Regions from separate parts of the Mus musculus genome. Here region 2 is linked to region 1. Evidence: chromatin contacts called from public promoter capture Hi-C data. All regions are on one chromosome and are shown on one strand. Each heading gives the region's core, a stretch centred on a gene start, on an enhancer-like site or on the middle of the called end of the contact. The rest is flanking DNA. Distances are from core to core; before and after follow the strand shown.

The links. Promoter capture Hi-C pulls out the DNA fragments that hold promoters and counts their contacts.
Region 2: a promoter capture Hi-C map of neural stem cells shows a contact between it and region 1. The contact joins the promoter of 1700095J03Rik here to the enhancer-like site in region 1. A contact is called at or near these places in 20 of 39 promoter capture datasets (the 3T3-L1 cell line, 3T3-L1-derived adipocytes, the C10 cell line and 12 more), 95 of 484 Hi-C or Micro-C datasets (the 3T3-L1 cell line, the 63-12 cell line, B cells and 62 more), 20 of 115 datasets of contacts at active chromatin or transcription factors (PVALB interneurons, bone marrow-derived dendritic cells, craniofacial prominence and 12 more) and 4 of 9 other capture datasets (adipose tissue, embryonic stem cells, liver and 1 more).

Annotation. Positions count from the first base shown.
Region 1 is chr7:109,149,810-109,157,517 of GRCm38.p6, forward strand. All of the region lies in intron 1 of Lmo1 (LIM domain only 1), which reads right to left. It overlaps Gm44781 (a long non-coding RNA gene), which reads left to right. Exons shown (of 4, transcript XR_003946852.1): 4 at 1-772. Among named protein-coding and RNA genes, the nearest start is that of Gm44781, 11 kb to the left of the region's middle. Within about 2 kb of position 4,687, at least 13 of the 459 cell types and tissues checked have an H3K27ac peak or open chromatin away from gene starts, as enhancers often do. A contact at or near this core is called in the N1E-115 cell line, neural stem cells, oligodendrocyte precursor cells and 1 more, where this site is marked.
Region 2 is chr7:109,434,991-109,442,698 of GRCm38.p6, forward strand. It overlaps 1700095J03Rik (RIKEN cDNA 1700095J03 gene), which reads left to right and starts at 3,628. Exons shown (of 2, transcript NR_152110.1): 1 at 3,628-5,192. It overlaps Stk33 (serine/threonine kinase 33), which reads right to left and starts at 4,063. Exons shown (of 14, transcript NM_054103.1): 1 at 3,927-4,063.

The sequences.
Region 1 (7,708 bases), core at 3,437-5,936:
CAGTCATGGAATCACAGGGCCACACAAGAAGGGGCTATGTCCATTTTATTCTCCCCCACCATAAATTCTATCAGTGCCCAGCTTGGAACGGACACACACCAGGTGTTCAGCAACACATCTGGAGGCACATTCATGCTTGCAAGTGTGCATATGCATGACTGGGTCCACACACAGGTTCATGAGCTGATGTAAATCTCCACCAAGGAGGCACAGGTGCACACAGACATGGACTGTCACACCCATCACTCTAAAACAAACTCGGATTGGAACAAAACCTGGCACCTTGGGTACAGGAGGAAGCAGAAGTCACATGAATCCCCCAGCGCTCAGCCCTGTCATCATCCCCTCCCACCTCAGCAGCTGAGAGTAGGACTCAGAGGGTGTCATAGATCAGGGCTCTTGCCATCCACCTGGGCCTATCCCAGATGTGGAGCTGCAGAGAAGAACCCCAGCAGAGCCCATCTGTGCCCCTCCTAGGCATCAAACCCCTTGAATAAGGCAATTTGAAAGTGTAATCTAACTCTGCCTCATCTCTCTCTCGCAATCTCGTTTTCTCAGAAGTAACTATTCCGCACAGGCCCGCCCGCACAGCCTGCGAGGCGGCTTCCATTTCACACTGGTTTTATCTCCACAATTTCTCGTCTCAGTGCACTTCTATCCCAGGCCCCGCCACGTGGCAGGTGAGGCCAGAGCTAATAGCATTTCCTACTCATTTGGAATCAAAAGCCAAGAGGAACAACTGTTGGAACGCATGGCCATGGTCACCCAGTCCATCCACTCGTAATGACCTCTCTGTGAGTCCTTTTGCAGTGTGGTGTTTACTAGGTCAAGGGAGGGGGGGAAATAGAGGCTCCCCTAGCCTCCAGCTCCCTACTGACACATGGGAAGTAAAGCTGGGAGACGGCTGAACTAATGAAATGGGGGTCAGCTCAGGGGAGAGACTGACACCTCTGAAGTCAGAGAGAGGGTGGGTTGGGAGTAAGCATTTGAAGACTCATGGTGGCCTCGGCATGAATTCCAGTTCTGTCATTTTTCCAGTTTTGCCTCAGCTTACTCAGTGACTGAATGAGGAGAGACTACGTTAAATAATCATTTCAAAGATTCGCTTAGATCATAGACATGAATTCCTTATAACAAAGTTTGACCCAGTAGCTGAAGACAATCAGCTATGAGAATGTACGGCCATCTATGCTATGATCCAGCAAGTCTATCCCTAGATCTGGGGAAGAGGCAGAGCTGCTGCGGGAGGGGGTGGAGGGTAGGGGGTGGGGTGGGAGGGAGATGAGCTCCAAATCTGGGTGACAGAAGTGGAAGGGAAGGCTCAACTCACAGCTGAGGGTTTGCGTGTGAAAGATGGCTGGGTAGGGGATTGCTGGAAGGTTCTGGAGGGGGCCTGGCACAGGACAAGACACTGGAAAGCAGTCCTACAACAATGTCAGTTCTCCTAATTGCCAAGCCCCGCCCGCCCCCAGTTGGCTTCAACAGAGAGAACTGCCTGGCAGTTTCCCTGGCACCTGCTGCCAGTGTTATCCCACTCAGCTGGAGGGTGGCACTCCACATCATCCCTCCCCGAGTGCTCCAGGGTCACTGTGAGCCAGTGGCCAGAAATCCCATGCAATCTGTCCCCTGATAAACCCAAGAGTGGCACAGGCACAGGTTGCTGTCTGGAAGCTTCCACGCCCAGCCTGCTCTGTCTCAGAACCATGATGGCATCACCCTGTCTTTTTCTTATACAACGTGTGTGTGTGTGTGTGTGTACTTTCCTTAAGCTCCATGCAGACCATGCTGAGGAGGAAAGCTTGGAGCATGATGCAGGGACAACTAAGGACAAGGTGGGCTGCTTGGAAGCCGAGTGCTGACCCAGGCTCCGCAGAGTGGAGCCCCCCAGGGAGCAAATTCCAGTAGAGTAAGAGTAGGAGGCACTTATGCAATGGGCTTTGGGGGAGGCCAACTGTCCTTAGCATCTTGCATTGGAACCCCCCAAACCACTGTGACCTTGGTGTGTCTAGAGGCAGAAAGCGGCAGAAAGCGCCGAGGCCCTGGCTAGGGAAGAAAGCTAGGCCCTGCACAGCCTGGAGTGTGGGATAAGAGTCGTGCAGTCTTCATCTACCTGGGCACTTTTGACAGAACATCAGATCAGTGGCTTGCAAGCAGCAGATTAACTTTCCCACACTAGGGCCTGGGAGGGTCAGAACCAAGGCACTGGCCTGTCCTTTGTCTAATAAGAGCCTGTTTCCTGGCTCATGGACAGCTGTCTTCCCACTGGAACTTCACACACCAGGAGGGAGGCGGGAACTCTCTGGGCTCCCATGCATAAGGATACCAACCCCACTCATGAGGTTCTACCCTCAAGGGCTGTATCTCCTATCTTCACTATGGGGATTGGGAGGAGACACACACATTCCAGGAGCCAGCTGAGAACGTTTAGACAGGCTGGGAGGAGGAAACACCATGATGGGGGGCAGCTTCGTGGGCTGACCCACAGACTCCCTTGGTCTTCTTTGGTCCTTCATCAGGACCTGGACGCATAGGAAGCTGTGCATGCTCACTGAGGTTCATTGACTGGTATGGTGCAAGTACCTAGTGCGGCCTCTCCCTCTCTATGACAGGAATGGATATCTTTTCTGTTTGTTTCCCTGCAATCTCAAGCATAGTTTAAAAGCTATAGATCTAGGCAAGGCGGCGGTGGTGGCACACGCCTTTAATCCCAGCATTTTCAGGGCAGAGACAGGTGGATCTCTGAGTTCAGGGCCAGCCTGGTCTACAAAGCAAGTTACTGCATAGCCAGGGCTACACAGAGAAACCCTATCTTGGAAAAACAAACAGGCAAACAAACAAACAAACAAACAAACAAACAGCAGCTAGGAGCCCTGATTACCAGCTGGTCTTTGTGCCCTTCCCCACCTCCCTTTAATAGTACCCACACCATCACCCCACCCCCAACCACATGTTCCTAGAGAAACTCAGCATCAAACAACACACACACACACACACACACACCTCCTGCTCCCCATCCTAGCTAGCTCTTCTAGCTCTTTCCATTTCCAGAGCTACTTTTTTGGGGGGGAGGGGCAGGGTCTCCTGTAGCCCAGGGTGGCCTGGAACTCACTATGTAGCCAAGGATGATGTTGAATGTCTTATCCTTCTGCGACTACCTCCAGAGTGATGGGATTACAGGCATGTATCACCATTACCCAGTTTAGTAGTGCTGGGGCATCGAACTCAGGGCTTTATGCATGCTCATCAAACACTCTACCAGCTGAAGTACACCCCCAGACCACCAGATCCACCTTTCACCCTACTTTGGGCACAGGTCCCACAAGCCTACTGCTCTACAACTCATTCTTCACTCAGCAGCAAGAGAAGCTTTTCCAAATAAACCAGGCTGCTGGTCACTACCCAGGTTGGAACAAAGCTTCCCACAGCTTTCAGTACAGTGAGCGTGGCACACCTGCTTTGCATACAGCCTGTAAGAACTTCATGCAGTATGGCCCCCACCTCCCCATCCCACAGTGAGCTCCACCACACTCCAGATCCACCTCCTGCCTCGGGGTCATTGCACATACAGGCTCTTCAGTGCCTGTTGCCTTCCCATCCTGGGGCTTAAATATCAACAGAGAGGACTTTTTCACCCACCATACTCTCTCTCTCTCTCTCTCTCTCTCTCTCTCTCCCTCCCTCCCTCCCTCCCTCCTTCCCTCCCTCCCTCCCTCCCTCCCTCCCTCCCTCCCTCCCTCCCTGTCATTTCCTTTTGAGTTTTCAATAGCAACTGACCATTGCTTTTGTTTTCCTTTGGAAGGTGTAATTCTTGAGGTCTGTCTTCTCTACAGCTGTTCTCCTCATACTGAACCCGACAGCCGCCCTAAGCATAGCTTCAATAAATGAATGAAGAGACTTAATGGCAGCTATCCAGATATTACTGGCAAGCATCTCTGGCTGGAGTGGGCAGATTTATGTAGGCAGGTGCCCAGAGCAGGGAGGGCCCTGATGGCATACTGCTGCCCCTCTGCCACATAGCCCAAGACACCTGTGGCTCGGTGGTCCTAAGAAAAAGAAAGAGACAGCTATGGTAGCAGCACTCAGTCCTGCCTGCCACGAACGACTTTTTTCTCTTGTATGTATGCATGCATGCATGCTTGTTTGTAATGGGTGCCAGGGATCAAATGTGGCTCCTCGACCTCATGCTTGTACAGAGAGTACTTCATGGACTGAGCTCTTTTGAAGAGAGTTTTTGAGAGGTGAATCCCAGGGCTCTACCCCATGATTCCTTTACACATAAACACTCTGACCTGCTCAGGGTGTGACAGGCAGAGCTGCAGGGTTCATGGGTCTGTGGGAGGCCAACAGCGCAGTCCTTTCCTCTTCAGCTTGTCCTGAACCCCTTGGCTCCTCATACAGACCCTATGTACCTTGCTATTCTCTGAAGGTCCCTCTGGGTATCTAAATATGACCACTTTCCCCTTGTAACCGAGGCTGAGCCTTTAGGAGCCGATGGGAAGAAAAGACCCCTGAAATTTCCTATAGAGAACTCCAGACCCAAGCCTTTTTCTGTCCCGAGTCTCCCAATCCTATCCCAGGCTGCAGAAGCCAGTTCCCATGTTCTTATAGATGTGTTACCCGGAGCCACACATCTGTGAGAGGGATGTGTCTGGAAGCTGTGTTCCCCAGACGGTGACTCAGCAACAACGTGGGCACCTGTAAAGCCAGCGTCACCCATCTAATGAAACGGGGCTCCCAAGAGGCCTACACTCTCCACAGAGGAGGAGGAGGACTCACACTCTCAGACAAGTCTCAATTTCACAGCATCAGGGACATGAGCACCAACTCGCTGAACCAGAAAACGAGAGTCTGGCAGGAGCTGCAGACACACCGTGAGCGTCGGGGATCAGAGATTAGGGCCCTTTAAAATCAATTTTGAATTCAAAGTTTTAAATGTGTTCTCCAGGAGGCACAAAGAGGGGACCCTACAGTCTGGCTCAGCCTTCCCAGCTGCTGGGCTCTGCTTCCTTCTTGAAGCAGCAGAGCACAGCACCTGCTAGCTACAATGAGTCGGACACTGGAGGAAGACAAAAACAAACAAAAAAAAGACTGGAAACTTCTAGGTACAAGCTGCAACAGCATAGGGCTGAGGCTTCCTGTTGCCACCCCAAAGGCTGCGATAGCCCTTCTCTGTAGGAGTGGGAGGGACCCAAGCAGCTGAGATGGTGGACTCTGAGGTGGGGTAGCTATGGATTCTAGACCAGCCATGGGCTCCCAGGGGAGATCCTTGTTCAGAATAAACTTCCCTTCTAGCAAAATGGAGAGAGAAGACCTGGAACATACCCCCAGGGGAGCAGGTGTGTGTGTGTGTGTGTGTGTGTGTGTGTGTGTGTGTGTGTGTGTGTGTAGCACAGCCCCAGGGAAGCAGGGGTGGGGGTAGGGGTGGAGGTGCTGGATCACAGGCTCCAGGAAGCAGGAGGCCACTATGTGGCAGTCAGTAGAATAGACTCCTGCTAATGCAGCTACCAGCTGTACCACATGCTATGGGTAGCTGGGAGCTGCCTGTTGGACAAGCTGTCTGTCATCTGTCAGGCCATGTCTGGGGGACTGTGAAGTCACCACAATACACAGGGCAAAAGGTCTCACCAGGAACCTGGGCAGATCAGATTATTCCAGCCAAACCCTGGAAAGGGCTTCAGAGCTCGTAAGAGGACACTCACCAGAGTGTGCTCCAGGTATCCCTTCTTGGTCCTGTGCTCCAACCTGGGGCCGGCCAACCCCAGTGACTTTTCACCTACAGTCAACCCACGGCTGATGTCTTCTCAGATTGTGTAGGGAAGCAACCCTCTAACGCTTCTGATCCCAGTGTTTCTGCGAGCCCAGCCTCCCCCACTTCTCCTAAACCTCAGGCCCTCTCTATGCCATAGTGGTCCTAAGATATAAACCTCAATAACCATGAAGCATTCAGCAGGGGACAAACAGCCACAGGAGCATCAGCGTCTTGGATCCACTTCATGGGGAGCTCCTTATTTTTTAAAAGGAACACTGAACAGCAGCTGGGGTTCCCAGACCACTTAGGGGCAAGGAGGCAAGGACCCCCTAGCTTGGGAGTGGGTTGCTGGCTTTTCAAGGAAATTGCAGCGAAAGCCTGGGTAATGCTCCTTTTAGTTACAGCATAAACTGTGGCGATAAAGCGTACCTGGGGAATGTTTGTTTAGAGAAAGCACTAATGATTTCTTCCCCAGTGGTTAATAAATTCACTTCTAGATCAATTTGTACGCGATAGAGCCCGGCGAGCGGAACCCGCGCGGCGGGCACAGTCGAGTGTGTCTTTTTCAGTATAAATGATTTATTACAATGATTAGCGGCACATAAACAATTTAAAATACAACGCTAATTAGTTTGGGGAAGAAAGGAGGGGAAAAGCCGCCCTGCCTCTCTACCCATTATGTTCTACTTCTCTAAGTATGTACTTTTTAATTAAATCCAAATGTCACAATAAATTTAAAGTGTTTTATTACAGCTCAGGCTAACTGAGGCAGTCAGGCAAGGTTCACCCCCTCCCGCCCCCCCCCCCAAGGCATCAGTAGGCAGGAGTGGGGGTGAGGATCAAGGGCACCAGAGGGGCCTGCTCACATCTTTCCTCCTGGGTGAGATCTCCACGGGCTCCTGTAAACCCCTCCGGGTTTCTGCAGCTCTGGACTGGCAAATACTAGAAACTCCCAGGTGCCTCCAACCTTCTGCTCACCTTCGCAGTCAGCTGAGTAGAGTCTCTTCCTCCAGGCTTGATCTGAGCAGTCTAGAAGACAGTCATGTCTCCATGATGGTCCCAGCTGTCCTCTACCTACTTTAACCACTTGCCCAGAGAATTTTACCTAAAGGCCCTTCCTGTGTGCCCCTCTTAGGGGGATGACCTGCTACGGGCACTTCAGTTTCCGGGGTGGGGGAATGCAGCAGAGGGGATCAGTGAGAATTTAAGGATTCTGACATGCCTGGGTTCAAGTTGAGGCTCTACCACTGGCTAACAAGGTAGACTTGTTCTTTAGTCTCTCCAAGAACTTCAACTTTTGCCTAAGCAAAACCGTAGCAGCCATACCCAACTTACAGTGTAGAAAGAATGCAAACAATTAAAGCAATAACACCCATAATTCTTCGCATGCTCCACAAGTGGTAATTACTTGTCAAAGCCCTTGAGGTGAGCTGAAAGAGTGCCAGCCCTATGTCACAGACCAGAAAACTGAGGCTAGCCAGGTTACAGTGAATCCCAGAACCCAGCAAGGACCAGACAGTGGGTAACCTCTCCCAGAAGCTTGGACGACTAGGGAATTTTTCCCATAAACAGCCCTGAGCCCTGTTCATTTAACAACAAATGTCTTAGGCTAAGGAGATGGATTAGTGGTTAAAATACTTATCACCAGAACCCTCATAAGAGTTGGAAACTGTGTTGCATGAGTCTATAATCCCTGTCCTACTACAAGAACACAAGAGGCAGAGACAGGAGAATCTCCAGAGGTGTGCAGCCCATCCAGCCTGGTGTGCACACAAGAGACCCTGTCTCAAATAAGATAAAAGGCAAAGACCAATACCTCAGGTAGTCCTCTGACCTCCACACATATGCCATAGTATGTACACATCCTGTTATAAGCACAGGTGAATCCCAGAACCCAGCAAGGACCAGACGGCAGGTAACCTCACTTCTGGAAGCAGGGATGGGCTCTCTGTTGAAGCA
Region 2 (7,708 bases), core at 2,378-4,877, 280 kb after region 1:
AGGAACTCAAACAGGGTAGGATTCTGGAGGCAGGAGCTAATATAGAGGAGTGCTGCTTACTGGTTTGCATCCCCTGGCCTGCTTAACCTCTTTCTTATAGAACCCAGGACCACCAGCACCATCACCCACAATGGGCTGGACTCTCCCTTACAGATTGCTAGAGAAAGTGCCTTATAGCTATATCTCATAAAAGCATTTCCTCAAACGAGGCTCCTTCCTCTCTGATGACTCTAGCTTGTGTCAAGTTGACACAAAACTGACTAGTACAGTAGCCAACAGGCAAGTAACAACCTGCCCTGGGCCCCAGTAACACGTTAATTCCTGCCAAAGCCCGGGATACAAGGTACTGCATAGGCCAAGGAGGACAGACGAGGTAAAGAAACCAAACAAACAATGGTTTAAAAAAAAACTGACGGTATAGTAAGTGGGTCGGGGGTGAAGCTGGATGGCAGGAATGACTCCAAATATTCCCAGCTCAATCAGACAGCTCTATTCAGTGACAACGAACTTAAAACTTAAAACATGATGGTGGGGAGTGTGGCAGGGAACAAGAGCGGTGACAGTTTGAAGTGATACATGCCTGAAGTGACAAATATGTCAGTTGCCCTGATCTGATCATTACATGCTATGTGCATGTATTCAAGTATCACACATGAATGCGTACAATCACTATATCTAGAAAATCTTTCAAAGAGCTTGTATAGTCAATTTGGATGAAAGAAATAGCTAATATCTAATAATGATATTTTTAATCTTTAAACAAATAAATAATAAAAATATGAGTTAAAATAAGGAGGAACTTTATCTGAAGTGGACAAAGGTTTGTTTTGTTTTGTTTTGTTTTTTTAAGTAATGCTAACATGAGCATCACATAGCTGATAGTGGGACTGAAGACTGTACAGTCTTTTTGGAGAGCAGAGCAGACCTACAATTCAAGAACACTACAGCATCCCTGTTCCTTTGTAATTCCATTTTTGAGAAACTGATCTTAAGCAACAAGGACACAATGAGAAGATTAAATTATGAAGACATTCATCATTACATTTGGTAGTTCACATATAAATAGCCACTAATAATAGCTAATAAAGCTTCATTCATAGTGTGATTGTGGAGCTAAGAAGACGGTACAAGGGCAGATCCTTACACGTTACTAATCACCATTCACTGTTCCAAGTAGTTCACATGGAGTCATTCACTCACTTCTCAAAGCAATTTGGCATTCAACTATAGGCAGACCAGTGCTACTGTCATGTCTGACTTCCCAGTGAGAAATCTGAGGCACTGAGAAGGTGACTGAACTAAGGTTACACTGAAACAAACTCTGACATTCTAGGCTGAAATTCAAAAATTCAAATGCTATGGAAACAAAATGTTATCATAAATTTTTGGTAAGTTATTCGTTGCTAAACCTTGCCATAACCTGATGTCAACCTATGTATCACCTTTATCCCAAGTAAGAGTGGATTCAGTTTACCATAGAAAAGTTAATGTACTTGATGACATTCAGGGTTCAATTAGTTGGTGTTCTACTGCTATGAAGAGTCACCATGACCACTGCAAATCTCAGTAAGGAAGGCATTGAATTGTGGCTGGCTTACAGTTCCAGAGGTTTAGCTCATTACCATGATGGTGGGGAGTGTGGCAGGGAGCAAGAGCGGTGACACAAGGCACACATGGTGCTAGAGGAGTAGCTGAGAGACACATTGGGCCTGGCTTGAGCTTTTGAAACCCCAAAGCCCACCCACAAGCATTCAAAGATATAAGCCTATGGATGCCATTCTTATTCAGACCATTAGGGTACAATATATACACACTCTGGATCCCAGAGGATCCATCCATCCACCATATCACCCTTCAATAAAATGAAACATCAGCCCCACGGGTTTCAGGCATGGAACTGTGATAGAACTAGAATGAACATGTAAACCATCTGTCTGGTTCTGTAGTCTGTGCTTCTAGGCACAGCATGATATTTTCATATACGACTGAATGCCATGGGGAAACAGTTGTAACTCAAGCATCCAGCTCGTTATTAACGCCCCTAGCCCCCGTGTGCCAGACACACAAATGCTACTGAAGGGAGATAACTGTGCCGGAAGGGCCAATGTTTGAGGAGGTTTGTTCCAGATAAATTAATCAAATATAGTGATCACTTTGAGGAAACATTTGGCCTTGGGATATTAAGGGTGACCAAGAATTAATTAAAGAGAACAACAATGGCAGGGACAGGAACATGTGCAAAGGTCCTGAAGTGAGACAAAAAGCCATGATGGAAAACTGAAGAAGAGTCTATGTATCCCCAAGCACAGAGGCGCATGCTTGCAATCCCAGCTACCTGAGAGACTACATCAGGAAGAAAACAAGTAGAAGCTAGCCATAAGGCCTGGCCTAAATTTATTTATTTACTTATGTATTTATTTAGAGTGCTAGGATTGAATTCAGGGCCTCCCTGTGTGCTGTGTGTGTGTGTGTGTGTGTGTGTGTGTGTGTGTGTGTGTATGTATGTATGTATGTATGTATGTATTATGTATCTATTTTGTGTACAATTTGTGGAGTCTGTTCTCTCCTTCCAACACGTGGGTCCTGGGGATCAATTTTGTGTCATCGGACTTGGTGGTAAGCACATTTATTTACCCAAGGAGCCATTTTTCTGGCTCAGCATAATCAATTTGTAAATTTTAAATATTGTTCCTGCTGTAGAGCAAGAGATAAAATAGGAATACTTTAAAATGGGACACTGACTTCAGACCAATTAGAAGGTAACTTCAAGAGACACAGTAAGAGCATGGTAGCCCAGACTAGGGTGATAGAAGAAGAAACAGAAGTGGTTAGATCTGATATTTGGTTTGAAGACAAAATGAACACAAAGTCATGGCAGTATGGACATAGGAGAAAGGGAAATGGGTACTGATGAGGGCAAGATTCCTGGCTTGAAAATGATATAGATATATGATTCATTAGGAAAAGAACACTGGTGGCTTACACAGACTAGACTTTTAGATATGTAGTATCTCGGTGTGGTGCTCACAATTTGAAGACATGACCTGGAGAACAAGGAGAGCAAGCTTAAGTTCAAAATCTGTTGCTTTGGCATTCCATTCGCAGATCCTTCCTCCTACATAGGCTGGCTTGATCTTGCTCTGATGTTGAAGGTGGGTTGTCAGACCAAAAAACAGCGGGGGGGGGGGGGGGCAAGGTTCCTCCGCTGTGGTTAGGCGTGAGGAGCACCCCGAATGTGCAATTATCCCCTACAACTAACTTAACCACTTTCTATTTGTCATTCACAGGGCAATACCACATACAGGCTCATTTCACCCGACAACGGTGTGAGAAATTCTAACGTGCGTCTAGGAAACAGAGACAGCAGGTTTAAATTCCCTGTCCTCAGAATCATCTGGAGACTGCTCTTAACATCGCCCTGCCTCCTGAGCATCCACTCTGTGCAAGGAAAAAGACTTAAGAAGCTACCACATAACGAGGTCCTAGTAGATGTCAGGCTCTTAGGAAATTAAAAAGACACCAAGCCCTTACAACTCCATGGCTTTTAAGGACGTTTTCCCACACACACACACACACACACACACTTACCCTGAGTGAGATCACATTAAACTTTCAAAAATGTTTCCTGTAGCGAACATGGGATGGGAGTGAGGAAGTGAAGATGGACCCAAGCAGCAAGGGACCACCCCAAACACCAGACCAGGGGAAAATGAGGTCCCGGGTGTTTGGGTCCCCCGAGACTCCTAAAAGGGTCCGTGATCATCCCCAGGACCCTCCTCCGCGCAGGACGCCTGGCCGACCGCTGGCTGGAGCCCTGAGGCCCGTTTGCCTGCGGTTGTCATAGCAACGGGGCTCGAAGGCTGCCTAACCCTCCCGCCCACCTTTTCCCTCAGGGTAGGGCGAGTCAGCGTTGCGAGGCCACTCACCACAACGGCCGGCGGGCTGCCCCTGACAGAGGCACACACTTGGACCCGAGTGGTCCCCCAGCCCCGAACGCCACACCTAAAGAAGCTGAACTTTTCTAAGGCCCGGGATGCCGACCCAGGAGGTGGACGGGGTCTGCACCGGGACAAAGCGCGACAGCAAACGCGAAGCCCCAGCCTTCCGCGCGCAAGTGAGGCCTGTGAGGAGAGCGGGGGCCGCACAACGGCGCCCGCGTGCCCGGGAGCCTGGTCTCCGCGGGCCGCACCCCAGACACGGAGCGGGGAAGCCTGCCTCGAGCACCGTGTCAAGTAAAACGCTTTTCAACAGCACTGTCGCTATCGTGACGGGATGTTCCGACTTATTCTCAGTCATGGCCCAGGCGGCCGGTGCTCGTGCGGCGAGGCTCGCCCGTCCAGGGGGCCTCATACGATGTGAACGTGGTCAGGGCGTCTCTGCTGAGAGCTGGGTGTGGATCCTCACAGAAAGGCTGAAGTGGCCCGTGACGAGTCAAATAACATATCTCTAGACTTGTCCCAAGCCTCTGTGGGACCATCTCCAATGTATGTCGCAAGCAATGGAGCCGTGAAAAGCTGGCTACAGCTGTATGCTAATGTTCTATTATTGATCTGAACTAGGAATGGCTTCTGTGGGCGGGTCCTCTCTCCAGCAGCTGTCGGGAAGAAATTCAACTCTACTTGGACTAGCATAATTATTCAAGGCAGATGTCTTCTAAAATTAAGGTGATTGATAGCCAGTAACAGTACAGCAAAGCAATTAATTTTATTGCTTACAGGTGTACATTTGGCAACTACTTAATCCTGTTGCTTTCATAGGAGGGAAAAAAGTGCTCAAAATGGGCACAAGTAGTTGGTAACTTCATTTTGGAAACCATTTTTCAACCACAAATACTCCCTGCCATGTACTATATTAATAGAACTTTGGGATCTTGGCCAAGCAATGTTCTGGAAAATTACAGAACTATCGTCTAACAAGAGTCTGGAAGAGATGTGAGAATTTGCACTCTGTATGTCCCCCTTGCCTGTATAGAAAGATGGCATGATTGCCCATCCAAGCCTAAGTCTGAGCATGAGTTTGAGGAGATAAACTACTATCTGCTTCACTGAACTGTGACATGCATGGATCCGCCTTTAACAAACCCCTACGAAGGCTTTTAGACTCCGGACCCTTCCAAAAAACAACTTCAAACATCTGACAAAGCCTAGTTAAGGGACAACACTGGTAGGAAGAATTGTTGGAAAGGCATGCTGGTGAGTCCTCCCCTGCAGTCTGTCAGTGATGCCCAAACTTGCTCAACACCAGACATCTACCGGGAATTTTTGTTTTACTTTATTTTGTGTTTAAGTGTAGATTCACAAATTATACACTCAGAGATTCTGATTAAATAGGTCCCAGTTTTGAACGGGTGGGTAGGTGTGTGTGTGTGTGTGTGTGTGTGTGTATGTGTTTCTAGCACTGGTTAGGAACCAGTAGGCTAGGGTTTTGTTTTGTTTTGTTTTGTTTTTTCTGAGTTGGGTCAGACCATCGAAGCACACTGTGTTTGTAGTCTGGGAAGATAGTTTCAGTTGATAAAATACTGACTTCAAGCATGAGTACCTGAGGTTGATTCCCAGAACCCAAGTTAAAAAAAATAAATTGAAAACTGGGCACAGAGGCACATGCTAATAATCCCAGCACTAAGGAGGTAGAGACAGGAGGTTTCCTGAGGCTTACTGGCCAGCTATCATAGACTAATTGGTAAGTTTCAGACCAGTGAGCAGTCAAAAACCAAAGTTGACAGTTCCTTGGAACAACACCACCTAAAGCTGACTTCTAGCCTAAACACACACACGCACACACACGCACACACGCACACACGCACACATACACACATACACACAGGTCCATTTATTTGGGTGCATATGAACATGTATCTCTGCCGTGTTTATATGGAGATCAGAGGACAACTCTTGGGGCTCAGTTCTCTCCTGCCACCTTGTGGGATTTGCAGTTCAAACAAGTTCAGGCCTGCATATGTGCAACCTCTACCCACTGAGCTGTCTCACTGATACCCTCCAAAATGTTTAAGGCTGAGTGTACCACCTTATCTTCCCCTTGGAACTCTGCCTATCGCAAGTCTTTAGCATCAGCCTTGCTCCATTTGCTTATATTAAGAAACGATATCAGTGGCTTGCAAGCACGGCTTGGTAGATAAAGACACTGAGTAGATAAAGATACCAATCCTGACAACCTGTCCCATTCCCAGAACACATGCAAAGGTAAGAGAAAGCCAACACCTGCATGTTGTCCTCTGACCTCCATACATGCACCGTGGCACAAGCACATGTGCACACATGTGCAGACACAATAATAAAAATAAATAAGTTTTAAATAAGAATGGAGCTTTTCCCCTGACAGTAAGTAAAATATTTGTGACATCTCTGCATTTGTTAGAGGGTTTGTTTTGTTTGAGACAGAACTCACTATACAACTCTAGGCGTCCTAAAACTCGATGTGTAGACCAGGCTGGCCACAAACTCACAGAGACCCACTTGCCTGCTGGGTACTGGAATATAAGGCATGCACCACTCTGCCTAACTTTAAAGCGGTTTTAAGAATGTCCCAACCCCGTAGCAGAATCTTTCCAGCTTATCTAAGCCAGGGTTTCTCCTTTTTTTGGTTCATAAGCCACTAAAAAGAAATATGTTTTATATTGCCACCCACTGTATATGTATTTACTAACAGAAACACTTCTGAGATTTAGTTGGCCTCTAATTCCATCTGGAGAAGGTTCTAGGCTCTACAGGACCAGAGTGAGTGCTGGGGATGTAACTCAGCAAAAGAGGACCCACCTAGCATGTGTACCGCCCTGGGTTTGCCAGGACTGCAAAATAAATGAACAACTCATATGATTAGATTAGGCCCATCCAAAAATTCAGGATAGTCCCCCACTTCTATAAAGAAATAGCTGTGGGTATAGAGCCCTTGCCAACTAATATAATTACTTTATGCCCCCATAGGACAGTCCATGCAAGAAACTTTCAATTCTGTTAGGAAAAATAGTCATGCCTTATCCGTATGAAGGGAGAAAACCATGAGATCAACTTCATTTCCCTTCTTAGCATGGATTCCAGGAGATGATGGGGCTCAGATTTGCAGTTCAGTTTTAATAACTTGGCTAAACTTAGCAGCTCACATGTCTACAGCTCTCTTTTATCCTCTTCCATGTTCCCCTCATTCTGACTTTGATTTTTTATTGACTACTATATTGATGTTTATCTTATGCTGCCCCACACGCTTTGCACTTGCTGTTTTTTCTGCTTCTAAAGCTCTGCTCTCTTAGCTCTCCAAGGCTGCTGCTTTCTCATAATTCAGACTGTACAGTTGCCCCCTCCTCAGAAAGCCCACCCCAACCTCCTCTCTAGAGGATTCCCCCATACACATACCCCCAGTCTATCATCTTATCTTGTTTCATCTACAAACACCATATAAAGTGGTAGACCCCAACAGAAATTAAAACCTCCTTAGGAAGAAATTAAATTTTGAATTATATACTTTTCAAATAAGTCCCCCTTCCAAAAAAATCTTAATATAACATAATCTAAACACCTCTGCATTTGTCCTTATAGAGAGAAACCAATGAAGCTACACAGGAAGGTGATGCACTCGGGAGTCTGTGAAACCCACACAGAGACATCCTGGATCTTCTTAGGAAATCTTGGTGTTGTGCCAGACGAAAAACATTTTTCAGAGTATTCAAGTTGCTCAAAGCAGCCACATTAAATAT